Linked DNA regions of Zea mays: region 2 is linked to region 1. A link is a contact called in public Hi-C data. All regions are on one chromosome and are shown on one strand. Each heading gives the region's core, a stretch centred on a gene start, on an enhancer-like site or on the middle of the called end of the contact. The rest is flanking DNA. Distances are from core to core; before and after follow the strand shown.

The links. Hi-C and Micro-C count contacts between places; a contact is called where the count stands out from the background.
Region 2: a contact with region 1 is called in a Hi-C map of leaf, with 8 times the contacts expected there. The contact joins the promoter of LOC100283393 here to the enhancer-like site in region 1. A contact is called at or near these places in 5 of 25 Hi-C or Micro-C datasets (bundle sheath, endosperm and leaf).

Annotation. Positions count from the first base shown.
Region 1 is chr3:193,675,429-193,679,084 of Zm-B73-REFERENCE-NAM-5.0, reverse strand. No RefSeq gene overlaps it. Among protein-coding and RNA genes, the nearest start is that of LOC111591193, 58 kb to the right of the region's middle. Within about 2 kb of position 1,869, at least 17 of the 20 cell types and tissues checked have an H3K27ac peak or open chromatin away from gene starts, as enhancers often do. A contact at or near this core is called in bundle sheath, endosperm and leaf, where this site is marked.
Region 2 is chr3:193,740,346-193,744,001 of Zm-B73-REFERENCE-NAM-5.0, reverse strand. It overlaps LOC100283393, which reads left to right and starts at 1,907. Exons shown (of 1, transcript NM_001156294.2): 1 at 1,907-2,889. The coding sequence starts at 1,989. The coding sequence ends at 2,702.

The DNA.
Region 1 (3,656 bases), core at 620-3,119:
CTGAGCGAAAAAACAAACAAAAACCTAATGCAAGCCCCCTACCTAGCGCGCCAAATGTCGGAGAGGGAAATCTTCGGCCGGGTGACGGAGTGCACTCGCCCAAAATCCTAAGATGAGGAGGGAGCTTAAGCGTTTTGGCTATCTTGCTAAGTGATGATCGAGCACAAGAACGCGCGAGGATTTAGAGTGGTTCAAGCCGCCAGAGCGTAATACCCTACTCCACTGTGTGTTGGATTGCTATGGAAGCTCAAGAGCTGAGAGTCTAAGTCTATCTGTGTGTGAGTGTCGGAGTGTGTGTGTGAACTCTCCTTGTAACGTTGCATGCCTCCCCTTTTATAACTAAGGGGGCACGTACAAGGGTACTAAGCCCCGACATGTGGGCCTAGGAACATAACGGATGTAGTACTTGGAGCTACTAATGTTCGCTGCTGGAGCAATCTCCTTACGTCCTGACATCCGAGATCTGCGTGGTATTGGCGTGCAGGGGAAGCTTCCCTGGCAATGCATAAGTGATGGTGGACACAGTGCGCCTTGCAGCATGGGCGTACTGTTTGGCAATGGACTGGACAGGCACGCCGCCTGAAGGATGGCCTGGATGCCGCCTGCCAGTTGAGTGGACAGGTCACAATAAATGATGAGGCGGCACATCGACAGTTAGCAGAGTGGCCATGCGGCGCGTCCTCTCCGCAATAAATGCAGAGACCACGCGGCCCAGAGGCCTTACGTCAGGCTCCGCCCGCTGGCTTACGTCACGGGCAACAAGCCACGTGGCAGCATCGGGTCTCCACCTGAGCGGGGAGCGCAAGCGCACAGGATAAAGCCTAGACACGTGTCAGTGCCGGACCCTTGCTTAGGCCAGGGTATCCCCTGTCCCGGGACCTCGCTGTGGGTGGCCTGGACCCCGCTCAGAGGGGTCCGGACCTCTCCCAAGGGGTACGACTTGGAGCCTTGGATCATACTCGGAGATCCGGGTCGTGAGTATGGGGTCCGACGCTTCCTTGAGAAGGTCCGGACCTACTGAAGGTATCCTGGAGTATACCACCTTTTCCGGCCACACGGCGGCCCCGGAGCTGCCCACGCGGAAAGGTTGGGTGCTATTTACCGCGCGACTAGAGGTAGCTACGCGGCACCGTGTCTTTAATGCTATAGTAAGGGGTACCCCTGATTCAGGGTACCGACAATGACACTTAATCCTAACATTATATATTTTTTTATAATATACTTATTTAAAGATATAATATCAATACTATTTTTTACAATTAAATAAATTTTAAAGCTTCACAGTTTGAAGAAGTGTGTTTATTTAGAAATAGATATACGTGAGGTTATTTTCACCTTTCTATATAATGGCATCCCATGGTTATATTGTTTTCAGAAAAAATATAGTTATCCTTGAAGAAACACCGGGAGATACTACTAACGAGCTATATAAGATTCTCTTAATTTTGGTTTCTCTTTTCCTTGCTCAAATAAGCCATGATTAAACCTATGCTTAGTGGAGTAGTAAGTTCCATTGGAAGCCCTATAGCTGTTTTCCATGGACTCATCGAATGTGTACTACCAGTGCCGGTTGGCATAAACCAGAAACTTCACAGTGCATTTTGACAAGTACGTTTGCGCCTCCCCTGTTTGGTTTGGCGCTAACTGTATTAGGCGCGATCCTCTGACTTCGATGGCACGGCAAATCCATGGTTCTAGACTCTGGCGCAAGGGATAGGACAATACGCCGAAACCGGACTGTAGAGCGGCCGCTTGCTTGGGGGCGAAATCGCATGCGACGACGTCAACGAAACGCCGTACCGCACCCACGCCTCCCGCCCTGCCGAATTCGAGTGCCATCGCCATGGGTCCCTCTCTTCCCTTGTTTTGATGAGCGGCCGGTGCGCGGTCCCACCCCCACTGCCGGTGCTGTCCCCCACCCCACGACACGTTTCCTCCCACGTGAACCTGCAGCCCAACTGACCCATGACACGTCGCGAGCCGCGGTGTGCCGTGTGCGTGTTCACTAGTCGTCTATACTCAATTTCGTTTATAACAACGACACAATATTTAAAATATAATTTTGATCAATATCTTTATGTTAAAATTTCAAATAAATTCTCACTATATTTATACTTTTATAAAATTATTTTATAAGAAAAATATGTGTATATAAATATTAGGTTTCAAAGCTAAATAACAAAATAGTTATTTATAATCAAAATTTTATAAATTTGATTCGAATTTTGTCCAAAACAATAAATAATAGGATATTGAAAGGAAACATGCCCAAGCGGGCGGGCCGAGCAAGCTGAGCGGACTGAACCACGCCATGAGTTTGGTTCGGCCTAAACCCGTCACAGCATGTAGCGAAGTGGATCTGTGCCGCTCCGATTATCGGTATGGGTCTAAGGCGCGGGACAACAGACTCGTACGATACTGATGGGTTTTATTTTTTTCATTTTTCATACAACATATATTATACTTGAATATAGAGTATAAAACATAAAAATATGTTTGTTTTGTTGGTTACGTGGGTGTAAATATGTGTTTAGAGCTAACAACTCTAGTTTAAACACTCGTGTATGCATATTTTAGCTTATTTTTGCAATTTAAACGGTTATACGCACTATCCCAATGGACAGTGGGTCGGCCCAACACGATTATTAACCTAGCGGCTCGTGCCTAGGCCTTGCTTGTGGCCTGTGGGTCGGCACTGCACATCTCGCTAGCTAATCCGGATCGAGTCGGCATGACCCACAATTCGTACTGGGCCAATCCGGACGACCTATTTGGACATCTATTGTCGGCGTTCCGAGACCGGGGGTCCCTTGGGCCGACGAGTGAGTGTCGCCGCGTGCCCCAGCCCAGATGGGTCGAGCGCGAGGGCGAGCGCGAAGGGGGGAGAAGCGAGGCGGTCGGAGACCGGCGTGAGAGAGGTGGGAATCCCGCGGCCTTCGTGTTCGTCCCGCGCCCAGATCGGGTGCGCTTGCAGTAGGGGGTTACAAGCGTCCACGCGGGAGAGGGAAGCGAGCGGCCCCAAGAGAGCGCCTGTCTCGTCCTCGTCCCCGCGCGGCCAACCCTCTCTAAGAGGGCCCTGGTCCTTCCTTTTATAGGCGTAAGGAGAGGATCCAGGCGTACAACGGGGGTGTGGCAGAGTGCTACGTGTCTAGCGGGGGAGAGCTAGCGCCCTAAGTGCATGCCGTCGTGGCAGCCGGAGAGATTTTGGTACCCAGCTGGTGTGATGTCGTGGCCGTCGGAGGAGCGATGGAGCCTGGCGGAGGGACAGCTGTCGGAGCGGTTGGGTCCTTGCTGACGTCCTCTTGCTTCCGTAAGGGGGCTGAGAGCCGCCGTCGTCACAGAGCATGCGGGACGCCATCATTGCCTATCTGGCGGAGCTAGCCAGATGGGACGCCGGTCTTGTTTCCTGCGGCCCGAGTCAGCTCGGGGTAGGGCGATGATGGCGCCTCCCGTTGACGTGGCTGGTCTGCGCCCTAGGTTGGGCGAGGTGGAAGCTCCTCCGAAGCCGAGGTCAAGTCTGTCTTCCGTGGCCGAGGCCGAGTCCGAGCCCCTGGTCGGGCGAGGCGGAGGTCGTCGGATGAGGCCAGGGCGGAGTCCGAGCCCTGGGGTCGGGCGAAGCGGGGTTCGTCGTCTTCTGGGGCTGAGCCCGAGTCCGA
Region 2 (3,656 bases), core at 658-3,157, 65 kb before region 1:
GTACGGCGAATTTTGTAATTACAACAGCAGAGCGATGTTTCGTGACCACAATAACGCCAAAAAGGGTTTGCTCAAATTGTTCCGGATTAAAGATAATTATTTAGACTGATATAGCTATAGTTTATAGAGACAAAAATATTATAGAAACTGTAAAAGCCGATATGGATTAAAACTAAATAAGCAAGAAAAAATTCGGTTCACATTTTCTACCATCAGGACGTACCTCACCCGTCAAGCGGGGAAAAACGGCACCTCTACCTTCCAATCGAGAGTGAGTCTTATCCGGGAAGTAGTTTCCACGGCGACAAAGTTCGCTCACGTTGACGGTATGTTAAGACGTCTCTAATGGCTGTCTCAAATAGCTAGTTAATGTTAAGCTAAAATAAGAATAAAAATAGTAATTTATTTTATCACTAGTATTTGGTTTTACACGTAATACACTCAATTTTTTAGAATATGTTTAATTTTATATCTATTTGGTCGTCGCTTTTTTTCTATATTTTCTATTAAGTAGAAAAGAGAGTGAATTTAGTTATTAAAATAGCTAGCTATTTGGAGACGCTCTCTTATGTCTTAGCGGCGCAACTCGGCGTGGAGATCGCAGAGGGAGGCGTGCGCGGAGGATGGGACAACAGTGCGGCGATGCAGGCCGCCGCGGCCCCCACGTGTCTTTACGCTCCGCTGCGTGCGCGGCCGATGCCGATGCCGACGCCGACGCTACGTCGCTACCCCGGGCGGGGCGCGCACTGCACTGCCTGACACCAGCTAGGGACGCACGGATCGTGATGCGTCGTCTTCCTCGCCCATGGGGCCCCCACGACGTGCTCGCGCCGCCTGGCGTGGCGTGCCGCTCCCTGCCCCGCTCCAGGTGGGCCCTCGTGCGGCGGCTTTGCCTTTGCGTCCGTCTTCGTGCATCCTTCGGCCTTCGCTTTTGGGGTATCCGATTTTCGCTCCACGCCCTCCAGTCTCTCGTTATTGCCTCAGAGCCCTTGCTCTAGAAGAAAGTCACGGGAAGGATTAAGCTGCTCTTTGACAGCGAGTTAAGCGATAATAACTATTATTCACCATATTCGCTTAACTTTAATCCGTACAGATTTCTATTATTTCTACATTATTTTGGTCCCTATATATTATAGCCGAAGCAGTTAAAACAACCGACTTTAATTCGAAGCAAACATTAAATTACAACTTTTTAAACAGAGTGAGCTTAAATTAGGCTAATCACAAATATCATTTCATAACACTTTTTCCGACACTGTCACGTCATAAAAAAATGTCATTAAACTAAGAATCAAACAATATCTCTCGTTGCAAACTAAGAATGAAACCATACTAATTGTGTTTATAGGCAGTGCTCTAGCTTGATCACAGGAGAAAACTATGTGTATAGCGAACATGATTTTGAAAGTTTTCACATCAACAGTAGATGGGAATGATTTGTGGGAAAGCAGTGATATGCTATATTTTTCCATTGTATTCTAATTTATTAGATTGCATGAGAACTTCGGTGTAAGCAGTGTGGACTTTTTTTTTTTAAAAAAAAAGAGAGAGAATACTTAAAGATGGGTTCACTTGGGAAGAAGACCCGGCAGCGATTGCGCTAAGACCATCAGAGTGGAGGGACCTAAAAGGGAAACGGCACCCGTAACACCTGCCATACGTTACGTAATTTTGCAGGCCGGCAGGTGGCATAATCGGAAAACGGCTGCCTAATTTTAATGGCCGCCTCGCTAAAGACGAGGGGCGGCGGCGAGGACAGGACAGTCAAACCGCTCGCTGACTGCGCCGAGTTTTATTGCCTCTCGCCGCTCCACCACTCGCGCTCCGGCTTTCCGCTGTCTCTGCTGCCCTTTTTTAACCCACCCGGCTGCCTATAAATGCCGCCCCCTCCCCGTCACCTTGTCCTAGACGCAATACACATACAGCCCCTCTTGCCCACACCACCTCGCTGAACCGGAAGACCCGCACACACACGCCACTTGTAGACCATGGCGCCCCGGGTGGCGGACAAGTCGCCTCTACCGCCGGCCACCGGCCTGGGGCTGGGCGTTGGCGGAGGAGTCGGAGGCGTGGGCATGGGCCCGCACTACAGAGGCGTGAGGAAGCGTCCATGGGGACGCTACGCCGCCGAGATCCGCGACCCTGCCAAGAAAAGCCGTGTGTGGCTCGGCACGTACGACACGGCCGAGGAGGCCGCCAAGGCGTACGATTCCGCCGCCCGCGAGTTCCGAGGCGCCAAGGCCAAGACGAACTTCCCGTTCCCCTCCCAGTGCTCCGTCGCCTCCGGTGCTGCCGGTAGCGCCAGTAGCAACAGCACCGTGGATTCGAGCGGTGGCGGTAGCGGCTGTGGCATCCAGGCGCCTATGCAGGCCATGCCGCTTCCTCCGGCTCTCGATCTCGACCTCTTCCATCGGGCGGCCGCCGTGAACGCAGTCTCCACCGGCATGCGGTTTCCGTTCAAGGGCTATCCTGTCGCCTGCCCGACGCCACAGCAGTACTTTTTCTACGAGCAGGCGGCTGCCGCGGCATCCGGATACCGGATGCTCAAGGTCGCTCCACCGGCCGTGACTGTGGCCGCGGTTGCGCAGAGCGACTCCGACTCGTCGTCTGTGGTTGATCACTCCCCTTCGCCTCCCGCGGTGACGGCAAACAAGGTGGGCTTCGAACTGGATCTGAACTGGCCCCCGCCGGCAGAGAACTAGGCAGGCCGGAGTTTTTGGCTGACGACTTAGTAGCTTCCTTTTCCCTTTTGCCTTCATCAGGAATGTTACTTGTGGTTGTTTTGGTCCTGTATGGCTGTATTCTTGTTCTGTAGACTAAGAGATGGGGAGTCTTGTAAATATTTTTTTTCCGTCGAGACGGAAATGAACTGAGATCTGTTCGTCTGTCTGATCAAGCCGGCGTTGATATGGGCTTAAGCTATGGAGTATTGATTAGTAATTGCCAAGTACTGAGGATCTATTAGTTGTTGAGGGGAAAAAATGACCCAAACGAAATCTGTCCGGAAACGCTCCCTTGCCATCTTTCCATTCAAAGCTTTGTTGCGAAACGCAGGTCTGCATTTAATTTGCGCCGCTGCGTTTCCGCCACCAACTACTCCGTATTTTGTTGCCGTCAAGGTGACACGAGAAATTTACTGTACTACTTGTTTGGTCAGTGCCGCCTCTCATTCTGCATGGCCTTAATAACTCGACAAATCTTGTTTCCTCCTTGATGAGGCTGATTTGGAGCCAAGCGACGTGCTCATCAGCTGACCGCCGATGGGTTCACCGAGGAAGCAGAACTGCAGAAGCAACGTTATCCAGGCCACTGGTTTCCGCGGCTTTCCCCGCTCCACTAAAGCAATTATTATTGTTCTCACCGCGATCAATTTGCGGCGACGGCGACGAAATACTTTTGAAATCCTTGGTTGGTCCGGTCATGGTTGTATGGCACTGGCAGCGTCGAGGAGACGGCAGGGCGCGGCCGCGTGCAGATCTTTGAGAAGGAAAAAAGCAGATGCCATGGAGCGGGGGGAGTCGTGGGCCTTTGGCGGGAGGCAGGTGTGGACGGGACGACTCCTCGAGCGGTGGGGCGGCTGCATCTTTCCGCACCGGCGACGCTCTCTTTCGTACGACGGAATCGCCGCTGCGTTGTGCTACTCGTGACCTTGAGAA